Linked DNA regions of Mus musculus: regions 1 and 3 are each linked to region 2. The links are chromatin contacts, called in public capture Hi-C and promoter capture Hi-C maps. All regions are on one chromosome and are shown on one strand. Each heading gives the region's core, a stretch centred on a gene start, on an enhancer-like site or on the middle of the called end of the contact. The rest is flanking DNA. Distances are from core to core; before and after follow the strand shown.

The links. Promoter capture Hi-C pulls out the DNA fragments that hold promoters and counts their contacts. Capture Hi-C pulls out chosen DNA fragments and counts their contacts.
Region 1: a promoter capture Hi-C map of embryonic stem cells shows a contact between it and region 2, with 2.1 times the contacts expected there. The contact joins the promoter of Arhgef17 here to the promoter of C2cd3 in region 2. A contact is called at or near these places in 3 of 39 promoter capture datasets (embryonic stem cells, neutrophils and pre-B cells) and 1 of 115 datasets of contacts at active chromatin or transcription factors (astrocytes).
Region 3: a contact with region 2 is called in a capture Hi-C map of macrophages, with 4 times the contacts expected there. The contact joins the promoter of Arrb1 here to the promoter of C2cd3 in region 2. A contact is called at or near these places in 2 of 115 datasets of contacts at active chromatin or transcription factors (astrocytes and bone marrow-derived macrophages) and 1 of 9 other capture datasets (macrophages).

The regions. Positions count from the first base shown.
Region 1 is chr7:100,930,046-100,934,322 of GRCm38.p6, reverse strand. It overlaps Arhgef17 (Rho guanine nucleotide exchange factor (GEF) 17), which reads left to right and starts at 2,162. Exons shown (of 21, transcript NM_001081116.1): 1 at 2,162-4,277. The coding sequence starts at 2,584.
Region 2 is chr7:100,369,835-100,374,356 of GRCm38.p6, reverse strand. It overlaps C2cd3 (C2 calcium-dependent domain containing 3), which reads right to left and starts at 2,124. Exons shown (of 33, transcript NM_001017985.3): 1 at 1,861-2,124; 2 at 1-93. The coding sequence starts at 1,915. Ppme1 (protein phosphatase methylesterase 1) reads left to right here and starts at 2,461. Exons shown (of 14, transcript NM_028292.2): 1 at 2,461-2,634. The coding sequence starts at 2,534.
Region 3 is chr7:99,533,397-99,537,821 of GRCm38.p6, reverse strand. It overlaps Arrb1 (arrestin, beta 1), which reads right to left and starts at 2,336. Exons shown (of 16, transcript NM_177231.2): 1 at 2,024-2,336. The coding sequence starts at 2,043.

The sequences.
Region 1 (4,277 bases), core at 913-3,412, 560 kb before region 2:
CCAGCAAGGCAGAGTAGAGAGGTGCAAACCCATCGGGTTCTCTTCTTTGCATACTAATTTGCCAGTGGAGAGGGCAAGATATACCTCATAGACCCTTTGAGACAGAGCTGAGACACAATGGTGTGAAGGTCTTGCAGGAGGCTTCTTATCTCCATACCTGGAGGCTTCCTACAAACTAACGGATGATCCAGAACTAAGAGAGCTACCTTCTTACCCTGGGGGCTGATCGAGCAGCAATCCAGCCTGGGGTCCTCCAAGAGCAGTGGTTGTCAACCTGTGTGCCTCACCCCTTTAGAGCCTAATGACCCTTTCAAAGGGGTTTCCAGAGATCATTGAAAAACACAGATATATGTATTATGGGTTCACAATAGCAAAATTACAGTTATGAAATAGCAACAAAGATAAATTTATGATGGGGGTCACTACAACATGAAAAATTGTGTTAAAGGGTTGCAGCATCAAGAAAGTTGAGAGCCACTGTGCTAGAGGCTGCCTTCCCTTATTCTGCACTTAGCATTCTGCCCTCAAGACTGCCTTGATCTCCACTGAGCTGAGTATCTTTGGCTGGGACCCATATGGCCCTGGGGTTGGTTGGGTAAGCATTTACCACTGACCTTAAATGCTTACTAAGTGAACATTGGAGGAATGGGGCCTACACATAACAGAGCTGGGTGAGTTTGAAGCAGTCTAGACTGTCCTCTGTCCCCAAAGAGGCTAGGTTCTGCCCACCACCCACAAAGAGAAAGGCTGCTGGAACTTAAAGGAATCAGACCCTCCTTCTTCATCAAAATCTCTAAAAAAAACCGTGATGATTGACAACTTTAAAGTCTGGATTTGAGCCACACCTAGAGCTATCCTTTCCCTCTGACTTCTGCAATGGCTATTGTGACTTCTCTAATAACATCTATCCCCAAGGGTGGCCTAAGGATTAAATAAAATACTTAAAATGTTACCCGTACGTCCTAGGCAGTCCATATATTTTCATTCATTTAGGTGTGGAGTCCTACATTTAAAGCCTCTGGGCAAAAAGGGACCTAACAGAGGTGCGAAGTTGACATCCCAGTAACCAGAACAATTTTAGACTTGCTAGACTGCAGCAGGAGCGGGAGGGGAGGTCTAGGGTAGATCATTGTTGCAGCGGGAGAGACACCTTCCTGGTCTGGAGGGTGGAGCACCCACAGGTAGGAGTATAGGTTTGGCGGAGGGAAGTTGAGGGCGTTCCCGTGCAAACACCTTTTGTGCAGGAGGCCAAAGAAAGGGCAGAGTGCTTGCCAAAGGGGGCAGGAAACGCCTGTAAGCAAGTGAAACCTTCCTAACCCTTCTATGGTTGGTTGTGGGAAGATGAAGTTTTATCTCTACGGAGTTTGGAGAAAGCGGAGAATCTTGCCCGCAGAGGGCGCAAGAGCAACGTACCCCGACCGCAGAAAGACGTGGGGAGCGGAGTCTTAGAGATTAGAGGACGCCAGGCCTTAGAGGGCAGGGGGCGTGGCAACTGGAAAAATGGCGGGGGAAGTTGTGTGTAATAGTCCTGAGTGGTGGGACTGCTAAAGCAGCATTGGGTGGGTTAAGGGACAGTCAGCGAGGGACAAACCAGAGGGAGGTGGGAGATAGGTGGAGCGTTTGGGAGAGTGAGGGGCGGGACATGGGCGTGGTGCGGCGGGATTCGCCACTGAAGGATGAGTACGGGGCGTGGTCTGAGCAAGGTGGGGAACCACAAGCGCTCCGGTGGGCCTGCCCCACCTACGTCTCCCTGGGCCCCACCTCTTTTCCGGCCAGGAGAGTTTCTGCGTGTACCTGAGTTTCGGTGTGTACCTGAGTTTTTGGGTCTTGGGTTGCCATGTTGGAGCCCCTGCGGCAGAGGTTCCCGCGTGAAAGCGGGGACTACTTTATGCAGAGCTGTCCACTCTCAGCTCCTGTGGGTATCTGAAGGAGTCCCCAGGGAGGATCAGCCCGCGGCTTTCGCAGCCGACTCCCCTAGAGGGTCGTTTTGGTCTACAAAAGTCCTAGCATCCTGTTTCTCCTTCGGCTCCTCCCCGATTCCCTCCCCCCACAGTGTTCCCAGCCTCGCGCGCTCCCGGAGCCCACCCCCTCTTTTGGGCGCCAGGCCCCGCCCCCCGCCCCCTTTCCTCTGCCTCAAAGTTTATTTGCAACAAAAGGGAGCAGAGAGCTAGCTGCTTAGAGGGAGGGAAAGGGAGCTGGAGCGGGAGCTCGAGGGGAGGCAGGCGGGCCGCCGGGCTTGGCAGGCGGACTTTGAGTGCAGGAACCGAGCCTTAGGCCCCTCACCGGCAGGACCGCGATGTCCCTGGCCTCTCCCGCAGAGGCTAAGGCTGGGCCTGGGGTCGCCGCAGGGGCGAGAGGGGCCGCCCAGGATGGAACTCCTGCCTTTTGTAGCCGCGGAAACTTGATCTTCGACTGATAAACCTCTGCTCACGTCTCCGCACCCTCCTCCACAGCCGCCGCACGCTGCGGGTGCAGGACCCAGGCTCTCGGACCGTGGCCACTGCGCGCCCTCGGAGTGGGAGTGCAGGGGGGGTTGGCCGCGGCGTCCCGAGGCCAGCCCCCCCGGAGTGACTAGCACCAACCATGGCGGACGGGTCACCTCGACCCCCACTTTATCGCAGCGTCTCGTTTAAACTGCTGGAGCGCTGGAGCGGCGGACCGGGGCCGAGGGAGGAGGACGCGGACACCCCTGGGTTGCGGCGCCGAGCTTCGTGCCGGCCAGCCGCGGCAGTCCCGGGCCAGCCCTCCCGGCGCGTGTCCAAGCTGGCGTCGGGGCCCCCGGCCGCCCCCGCGCAGCCGCGCCCGCTCCGCAGCCTCTCGCCATCGGTGCGCCAGCTCTCCCGGCGCTTCGACGCGGCGGGTCTGGACGACGACTCCACTGGTACCCGGGACGGGGGCTGCTCCTCCGGCACCACAGAAGAAGCTGCGGAAGGCTCTGAACGTGGGGCCTGGCCCAGCGTCACAGAGATGCGCAAACTCTTCGGCGGTCCGAGCTCCAGACGACCCAGTATGGACTCTGAGGCCCTGGGGTCGACCAGCCCCGACAGAGTTTCGTGGGAGCCCCCAACTCGCGATCCCCGGCAACCTCCGACGCCACCTCCTCGAACGTGCTTTCCTCTGGCTGGCCTGCGTTCTGCGCGGCCGCTGTCCGGGCCCGGGATCGAGGGGAGGCGACGTCGGCAGCACCAGCAACAGGAGCGGGCGCAGCGTCCGGCGGATGGTTTACATTCTTGGCATAGCTTCTCCCAACCGCAGGCCGGGGCCCGGGCCTCCTCCTCCTCCTCCATTGCCTCCTCCTATCCTGTCAGCCGCAGCCGGGCTGCTAGTTCCAGCGAGGAGGAAGAGGAGGGACCGCAGTCGCAGCTTGGGCCTCAGAGTCCGGCCTACCTCGGCGGCCACTCTTCGGGCAGTGACGAGGACCCAAATGGTGAGGATGGCCGTCGCTGGAGAGGGAGAGGTCTCCGGCCTGGACGCTCTCAGTTGGTTCACGGCTGCAGCCAGGACAGTGACGAGCTAAATCCGGGAGGCTTGGGATCAGCGGGGGGTGTCGGGAGCCCCGAACCTCCGACGTCTCCAAGAACCTCAATGGATGAGTGGGGTACTGGTACACAGCCATGCCTCCCAGGTCCCCAAGAGAGCTTAAGGCCTATGTCCGACACTGGGGGTGCACCTTTCCGTGTGGCTAAGGTGAGCTTTCCTGCGTACCTGGCCAGCCCAGCTGGCTCCCGAGGAAGTAGTCGCTATTCCAGCACAGAGACCCTCAAAGATGACGACCTATGGTCAAGCCGTAGTTCTGTGGGCTGGGGTGTATATCGATCCCCAAGTTTTGGAACTGGAGATGGGCTTCTTCTGCGGCCCCAGACGAGGTCCCGCAGTAAGGGACCTGTAGGCACTGCCAGGCCGCTGAGGGATGGAGGACTGGACCTAGATAAGAACCGACAACGAAAGTCCCTATCGAATCCAGATATCGCCTCTGAAACCCTGACGCTGCTCAGTTTCCTTCGTTCAGACCTTTCAGAACTGAGGGTCCGAAAGCCCAGTGGGGGCCCTGGGAACAGGCCCCTAGATGGCAGAGACTCACCATCAGCAGGTAGCCCAATGGAACAATCGGAGTCCACACTGTCTCAAAGTCCAACGTCACCCACCACCCGGCCCACCCTCAAGGACCTGACAGCTACCCTACGCAGAGCAAAGTCATTCAGCTGTTCGGAAAAGCCCATGGCCCGGCGCCTGCTCCGCACCAGTGCCTTGAAGCCTAGCTCCTCAGAGCTCCTACT
Region 2 (4,522 bases), core at 875-3,374:
ATACAACCTTATTAATAGTGAGTTTGAGAAAGCAGCGTAACTGCCCTTCAACCAGAGGTGGCAGGCTTGTAGACGGTGAAATGTCACTCAAACCTACGAGGAATACAACACACTCAGTCAAAATCTGGTCCAACTATGGAAAACAGAATTTTCTGCTTTTTTTTTCTTTTTCTTTCTTTCTTTTTTTTTTTTTTTCTTTTTTTTAGACATCTTACTAGGTAATCCTGGCTTGTCTGGAATTCACTTACTTAAAACTGCCTGGCCTCAAACTCGCAGAGATCCACCTGCCTCTTCCTCCTGAGAGCTGGGATAAGGTCTATATACCCTATATATTCTTTGAATGAAAAATAAAACTCAGTGTCGACAGAGAAGGCTTTTCCTAACAGAACTGAGAAGTAACTAGAAAAACAGGCCATAAAATAACCTACCTGGTCACTTATGTTAATCCAAACTTTTCTTTAATTGAAAGATATTATTTGAAAAGCATAAAGACAATAAAACCAGTGGACAGATTTTAAAATCTCCGTAGTTGGAAGTTTTGTTTAATACTGTTGTAAATCCATAGTTGACCACAGTTAAGATACGTTATCGTGGGAGAGGGACTCTGTGAGGTCGGTAGAGGGGGCAGCAACTGGGATGTAAAATGAATAAATAAAATAATGGAGAAGATACATTATTCTTAACCTCACTCTTTTTTTGTTCTGTTTGTTTGTTTTGAGACAGGGATCCTCAGTGTAACCCGCTCTGGCTGGCCTAGATTTGATTTGTAGACCAGGCTGGCCTTGAACTCACAAAGATCTGCCTGCCTCTGCCTCCCAAGTACTGGGCTTAAAGGCTAGCCCACCACAGCAGGCTCTTTATCTCACTCTTAAATTGTCTTTGCTGTCAAGACCATACAGTCAAGGACAGAGACTAACATTTTTAGGTTTGCTGCTACCTTTGGTTCTGGGTTCAAAATGTTAACGTCAAATCTTACTAGAGTTCAGAAAGGTGATGAATAATATGTAAATGAAGCGATCAGTTACAACTCTGGCTTTCCTTTCAGTCAGTACCTTTTCTGAAAGATTTAGAGAAGACTTAAAAACAAAACAAACAAACAAACAAACAAAACAAAAAAAACCAAGAGTTTTTCTGCAGGCGGATCAAGTTCAAGGCCAGCCTGGGGTTCATAGGGCCCCCTTATAGGAGCTGGATAACTAAGAGGATTTAAGTTGGATTCAAGTCATTCTAAGTGAGGAGCAGTCCATATATGCACATATGTTTCCATTTCAACGAATTATCCCTGCGCTTTATGGTAGATCTTTTTCTTCATGCTACAGGACACAAACTGTTTTAGTTGAAAAAACTCCTTGTATTGATTCCTGATGAGATCTCAGTATATTCTTATGAAGCGCAATCGCTTCCCAAGGAAAAAATCAGAGAAGTAGAAGGGTATATATATATATAAGTGGTTTTATTTGCTTTTTGAGTAAGCTTGGGTTACAGGTTTCACGATGTCCTCTATCACACACCCTTTCACCATCTAAGGTTTTTCCGGACAGAGTTATGTCCCTTCCCCCTACTCCGAATACCTCTAACACACATACGTGTATCCCTGTCGTAAAAAGAGCACGTTTAATTTTGTTGTTCTCCTATCCGTATCTATTAATCCTCACTTGCCTCATTTATCGACCCTCAGGCGCTACTTCCTTTCCATTCTTTAAAAAAAAAAAAAATTCTCTTAACTTTCTGGTTCCCTAGTTAGTCTCTCTTCCGTCCTCTTTTGTTTTGTTTTGTTTTGTTTAACCGGAGCGGGTGGAAGTCTCCTTAGAATTCTTTAGCCCTTTTATGCTTTTCTCAACCTTAAAGAAATAAAGTTACCTCTCTTTTTGCGCCCACGGCCGCCCCCAGGCCCTTGGCCTTTCCGTTGTTTCATCCCGAGCCTGGGCCCTTCGTCACAAATTCAACGCAGGTGCCAGCTCCTAAGCTGTACGCTCCCGCCATCCCTTCCCACGGCGCCTGCGTTCCCCGGCAACGGGCGCCGCTGGGAAGCCTGGGACGCAGGAAGAAACACTCTTTCACCAACAGTTCCCGGAAAGCGGTGCCAAAAGAAGGCGCCAATTAGAGCCCCTGCAAATGGACTACAACACCCATGATGCTTTGCTTCCCTACCTTGGCCAAGTTGGACCAGGGCACCTGCATCTGCGCAAGCGCAAATTGATACACTATTTGAGGACTTCATTGTCCAGCATGCATTGCCTTCAAGAGGTCTCTTCCTGCTAGGGTTGTCGAGTTCTCTGATAGGAGTCTGAGAGATCCGCAGACTCCGTTACCCAGTTTCCTTTGTGCGAAGGCTGTTGCGCACTTCCGGTGGAAGCGCTGCGGCGAGGGGGCGGGGCTTACTGAGCCAGTGGGCGGTAGGCGGCGCTGCCGGTGGCTGGTTGCTGTCCAAAGGCGACTGGGCGTCGTTAGAGGAGAGAGCTGTGACCGGTTGTACTGCACGTATCGTGGGACGGACCTTGGGCCACTGTTGTCGACGTGCGGCCTCCCTTTGATGTCGGCCCTTGAAAAAAGCATGCACCTCGGCCGCCTACCTTCTCGCCCTCCTCTACCCGGCAGCGGGGGCAGTCAGAGCGGAGCCAAGATGCGGATGGGGTACGTGACTTGTACCACTCTCCCAGGAGACCAGGCCCAGGCCATTGGAGATTGGTGTCTGGGCATTCAGAGTGCCACGGGAAGGGACGCTGTGAATTGGAGGAAATGCTGGCCTTGGCCTGGAGGTGTTTAGATAGAGTAGAAGGTAGATTTGGGGACTAGGTGAGGCGCTAAGGGAGTAGTCCACTGGAGGACTGATAACATTGTTGGAGAAGGGGAATAAGGACAAGGTTGAGAAAATGAAAGGATAATCTAAGGGATGACGGGAATCAACTCTAGAAGTGATGAGTCTGGGAGAAAGAGTGAATCAGTGAGATGAGGAGAAATCTGGCATCGTTGAGGGGAATAGGGAATGACTGAGAGAAAAGTTGACGGGTTTGGGGAATCAAGTAAGTGAGCCAGGAGTAAGAAGGTTTTTACCTGAGGGTTATAGAAAACATCTGAGGCAAAGACTAGGGAGTAGAAGGTTCTAGAGAAAGTTTCCAGAAGTGTAAGAGTCAAGTTCAGAGAATGAGGGGGTGAATCAGAAAACTTGGAGAATAGGCCTAAGGAAAGACAGAGAACATGGCTAGGGGACTGTTATCAAGGGAGTGAGCCCAGAGGCTAGGGAAATAGGGGGGGTGTGATGAGGAAGACAGCTGAGTTTGGAACAGTGACCACTGATATCCCAGAGACTGAGAAATAATTTCGAGTAGGATTTGTTAAATGGAAGCACTGGAGAGGTAAAATCTGAAAACCAAAGAAGATTTTGTCAATTGTTTTGTTTTGCCAAGCAAATGGGACCTGAGGGAAACTATCTATTGGTCTAAGAATTAGACTTAGTGAAGCACTGGGAGTAACCACTTAACAATAAAATGGGAGTAAATGGTTTGCTGGAAAGGGAGTAGGGCTTGAGTGTGTGTGTGTGCTTATGTGTGTGGGTTAGAAACATTTATTAATTTTTGTGGTGTTGAGGCTGGAACCCAGAACTAGATAAATGCCACATCACTGAGCTACACTCCCAATATAAAAGCTGAGCTAATGAAAGAAACTTTAGAAATTTAGATCCCTGACAGGCTGTGTCATTTATAGTTATAGGATGCTTGCCTGCTGGAGAAATCGTGATAGTTGAACATCCTAGTAAGAGCTGCTGGAAGGCAGAGAGAACTGGATAGTCATTGGGCTATTTGGAGGACTACTGATGGTAAAGAGAAAAGAGACCTATGTTGGATTTGGGATTGGAGAGAGAAGCTGGTAGATATATTTCAAGAATTTCCACAGACTGACCAAAAGGCAAGAAAAGATGTATGCAGTTCTGTGAAGACTGAGTATAGGAGATGAGAGAGAGTCCTGCTATTAAAATGATTGGTAAAATCTGAATCCAAGAGGTTATGATCTATAATAGAAAAAAATTGACTGAGGAGGCATAATAGCAGGTAAAATGGAAAGCTTGTTATAAGATAAAATAAAGATTGGTCTCGAAAAGACATAAAGATTGAACTTTTAACATAAAGAAAATTTGGAAGCTGACCTATACCATTATTTTGGAAAATTAGCCTGAAGTATAAAAATAAATGTAATGATTCTTCATGTGTTTTTTTTTTTAGTTATTAATTTTTTGGGGGAAGGGGGGGATATGGTCACACTTTATAAGCCAAGCCTAACCCTGAACTCTTGATCCTCCTGCCACACCTCGCTTAGGAGCTGTTTTTTTCCTAATTACAGTTGGATCTTTCAGTACACTGGCACTCACCTGTACAGATATATTAAATGCTAGTTTTAAAACTAACTCTACATGTTTCAGGTAAGTTTAAGTGAACTTCAGCTCCTCCCTTTATCAAACTTAAGTTTTCTGAAAATGATTAATTGGGAGAACCATACCAAGAGCAGATCTACTCATTAAACAATT
Region 3 (4,425 bases), core at 1,087-3,586, 840 kb after region 2:
TCTGATTGCTTCAGTGTACAGGTGGGAACACTGGGTCTGCCCTTGAGTTAGGAGCACAGCAGGGGGAGTCAAGGACAAAGCTCTGGCCTCAGACAGACTCTCCAACAGGTGTCTGGAGGCTCACAAGGTCCTCATCCTATGACAATTCAAGGTATCAGGGAGCTGTGACACTTCTCCCCTAGTTACAGAGAGGCCCAGCAAGGCTGAGTCACCCCGGTCACCAGCAGCACTGGAGAACAAAGAAGAATCCAGTGGCTGCTGACTCCCTGCTGTGCTCTGCAGGGAGCAAAGCTCGACCTTGCAGCGCCAGAGGGTCTCTAAGTGGGGAGGGGGACAGGTGTGGCTGAAGAGAGCCGCATCCTAGCATCCTTCCTCCAATGACTGAGGCCTAGGTCACAGTGTTGACCAACCAGTTACGGTGGCCCTCAAGGTTAATGCAAACACCTCATAGCTCTCTGCAGTCTCCCAAAACTGTGTCTCTGCACCAAGTGGGTCCCTTGCTAGTCCTTACACCCAGGGTGCACACAGTGCAGCTCCAAGGAGAGCCACAGACACAGTGGACCCTGGCCTCTGCCCCCTCCTGACCTTCAGCAAGGCAAGTGACCTTTCTCACCCTTTGGTTCCTCTTTGGGAAACAAGAATAGGAAAATTAACCTCCAGGAAGGGCCATCAGTAGGAAGGCTGGTGGGAGGCAGTTTCTAAACATGAGGTATCTGAGCTACCACTATGCCTCAGTTTCTGCTCCTGGGAAATGGGAATAACCTCTGTAGCTGCTTTCACTCACTGCTGAGGCTCAGCTGTCAGTGGGCAATGAGTCATTTTGTTTAAGGGTCCCAACATGTGACTGCAGGGATGCTTCCTTTCTGATCATCTCTTATGCCCTAGGCTATGCCTAGTATACAACAGGGGCTTAATAAATAAATTAATATCAGAAGAAAGGAGGTAAAGGCAGAGGGAAGGACACAAACAGAAGAGTAATAAGGAAAGCAATGGTAAACGGCAGGTGCAGGGAGGCTAGAGGAGGGGCCAGAGAAGATGGCAAGGAGACTCTCAAGGGCCAGGAAGGTGAACCAGTCTGGTCATAAGGGTTGACCCCACGAGCTTCCCTGCCCCTCCCTAGCCCTCCTACTTTGACCTAGTTTCCATTTCGAGGGCCTAACCTTTCCTCTCAAGGCAAGCTCTACAAAACAGTTCCCGTCACCCTCCCTCAGCTACATGGAGCCCCTAGCTATGTGCTTTGGAGGACAGAGGGGAAGAAAGCCATGTGAATGGGGACCTGCCTTCCAGGTCTCAGAGCCTTCCACTCTGTGACCTGTGTTCCCGGCCCTGCTATGAGGAGTCAGAAGTGAGTGTATCCACTGCTCTGAGGATGTCAGTCCCTGCAGGCATTTTATGCCTTGCATGTGTGTGGTTAGCCTTGATGTGTCACTAAGACCTGTGGCCACATCGTGTCACGTCAGAGAGGGTTGACAGACTGCACGTACTAGCTTAGACCGTGCTTTGCAGCACCCAAGTGCCAGGCTACGTATGTCGGTGTATGCCCGCATGTGTGTAGCAACACGAGGGTGTTGTTAGAGCTGGTGCGTGTTCGAGTGGGACCTGTGTATGCTAACAGGACTGACAGCAAGAATGTGTTGACAGACTGGTGTGTGCGTGAGAGACCGTATGTGACGTCGTCGTGTCACAAATGCGAAGTGTGGCAACGACTGTCAGTGTGTGCCTGCAGAAGGGTGCTCATGTGTTTATGAGCTTGTGTGTTGTGTGTCAGCCTGCCCCAGAGCGTCCTGAAGTCTATCGACCAGGGCTGGGTGTGTGAGCTCGTCTCGGCCAGGAGCCGTGAACCCAATGGGGTGGCCCACCCTGGGTGCCTCGGTACACATGGTTCTGGCCAGAGAACCACACAAGAGACTTGGGAGGACAACAGAGTGCCAGATCCCGGGTGACGCTGACTGGAACCTCCGCCCGTGCCCTCGCCCAGGTCGTCCCCACGCGCGCGTGGGACAGGGCGGCCACCCGCACTCACCGTGTCCCTTTGTCGCCCATGGTCCGCGGCGGCCGCAGGGAGGTCCGCGGCGTCAGCGTCCAGGCTGGAAAATCCCCGGCCGCCAGGAGAAGCGCGGGCCAGCCCGCTCCCGGCTACCCCGCTCCGCCTCCTCCGCTGTCGCCGCCGCCGCCCCCGCCCGGGTCCCCGCCCGTCGCTCGAGCAGCACAGCGCCCAGGCCGCCGCCAGGGGCGTGGAGCGTGCGGGTGTGAGCGCGCGTGTATGCCTCCGTGCGCGGCTCTGCGTGTGCGCGCCCAGAGAGTGAGGGCTGCGTGGCCGGCCGCGGCTGGTCCACGGGAGCGCGTGCACGCAAGCGCGTGCCAGTGCTGGTGCGTGTGCACGGCTGTGCGCGCGAGCCTGTCGGGAGGTGGGGTGTGGAGAGAGAGAGAGAGAGAGAGAGAGAGAGAGAGAGAGTGTGTGTGTGTGTGTGTGTGTGTGTGTGTGTGTGTAGAGGTAGCACGTCTTTGTGCAGTTGTGTATGTGTGCTCACAGTCGTGGGTGCGAGCGCTCTCTCCCGCGCACGCCAGGACTGGCCTTTGTGTCTGCGGATAGAAGCAAGCGGAAAATCCGCAGACTTCAAGGCCCAGCCTCAGAGGCGCCCCTGTGTGAGGACAGCGAAAGATTCCAAAAGCCTAGCCAGGCCTTCGCCCTTTGCTCCACCCTCCCCACCCCCGCCCTTCTGGAGAGATACCACCCAACGACACAACAGGGACAGGAAGAAGGGGTGGGGGCGGGCAGCGGACTGCAATGCTGGAGAGCAGATGAGAGTGGAAAGGGGAGGGGCAGGCAGAAAGAGGAAGCAGTGAGAACAGGAGATAAAGAAGGGACCGAGAGCCAACTAGCTGGTGGCCTGTAGCATCTAGCATCATTGATATAGCACCCAGGCCTAGCTTAGGTGCCTGTAATGACTCTGGACACCACTCAGCCCATTTCAGGTCTATTGGCTGGGTCCTAAGACCAGCAGATGTCCTGTTCAATTGTTGAAGGAATCTGCTTGTTCTTGCGGGCAGACACCTGCACACAGCGGTGTCCAGCAGAGTCTACTGTCTGCAGCTTTCTTGGTATCCTTGGAAACCTTGACTTTCCTTACGTTTCCTACCCCTGGAGAAGTAGCCGGTGTGCAGTGGGAGGGTAGAGTTCAGAGGCTAAGAAGGGGTAGGAAAGGGTTTGAATCCATTTTCTCCTAGAAGGGATCTTGAGGCAGTGGGAGGAATGTAAGGTCCTCAGCCCCTCACTGCTGGAGTTTGACTAATTGGCACTGATAGGTCCCTAATATCGGAGTATTAACGATAGGAAAGGAAGCTATCATTTACTCTGATGCAATTGCGGGGTCTGGAAACATCTCCTGTAATTATGTTCAGAAGCAGTTACCTATGCTGTTTACATAGAGTGTGCTGTTTATAGAATTGGTAATAATATCCCAGGATAATGACTATAATTATGTCCAGATTGGGGAGGGGTGGGTAGAGGCTAATGGACAGGCAGGGTGGTCCACATCTGGGCAATGGTAAGAGCTAAGAGGAAGTGGATTAAGGTCTGTAACTTCACCTGCCCTTTCTTAGCCTCTGGGATCTTCCCTTCCTCCAACCAGGGCAGAGCAGGAAGCCACCTGACCCTTCTGCAGGCCGTTGTGGGGGGCTCTTGAAAGGAGCAGAGTAGGGTTCTCTATTGATAGCAGGAAGCAAACTTTGTGAGCTCAAAATCAAGAGGCCTGGTCTTGTACTCTCCACGGGGGCTTCGTCCAAGCCCGATGAACTCAGGACAGTGCCCAGTGCCGATGCTCAAAGCACATTCGCCATCCTACTTAGTAAGTATCTGCGGTCATGTCACTAAAACAAACAATGTTGTCGATCACTTCTCAGCAAACCAACAGTCCAGAAAGATGCCCCAGATGGCTCCAGGTCGCCCCCACCCCCACGTAGTTCTTTCTAGACCAGCTTTGGAAAGCATGGCTCTAACACTGAGGGACACTGAACAGACTGGTAGCTGGCGGGTGTCAACACGTGGCTCAAGGTGTCAAGAGCATCCTTTCTAGCCTGTAAACCCATGAGGGGTGGGAGGTGTGCCTGGTGCTACTTGGCACTTGCAACTCTATGAGCTAAATGCTTGGTTGCCTTTTCTAAAATGAATGAACAAACTGGTGCTTAGAGAAATTAAATGGCTCACCCAAATCCACAGACTCTTTTTTTTTTAAAGATTTATTTATTTTATGTATATGGGTGATCTATCTGCATATACACCTGCATGCACGAAGAGGGCTTCTGCACTCTCTAGAAATAGCTGTGAGCCACCATGTGGTTCCTGGGAATTGAACTCAGGACCTTTGGAAGAGCAGCTGGTGCTCTTAACCACTGAGCCATCTCCCCAGCCCCCCATAGCCTCCT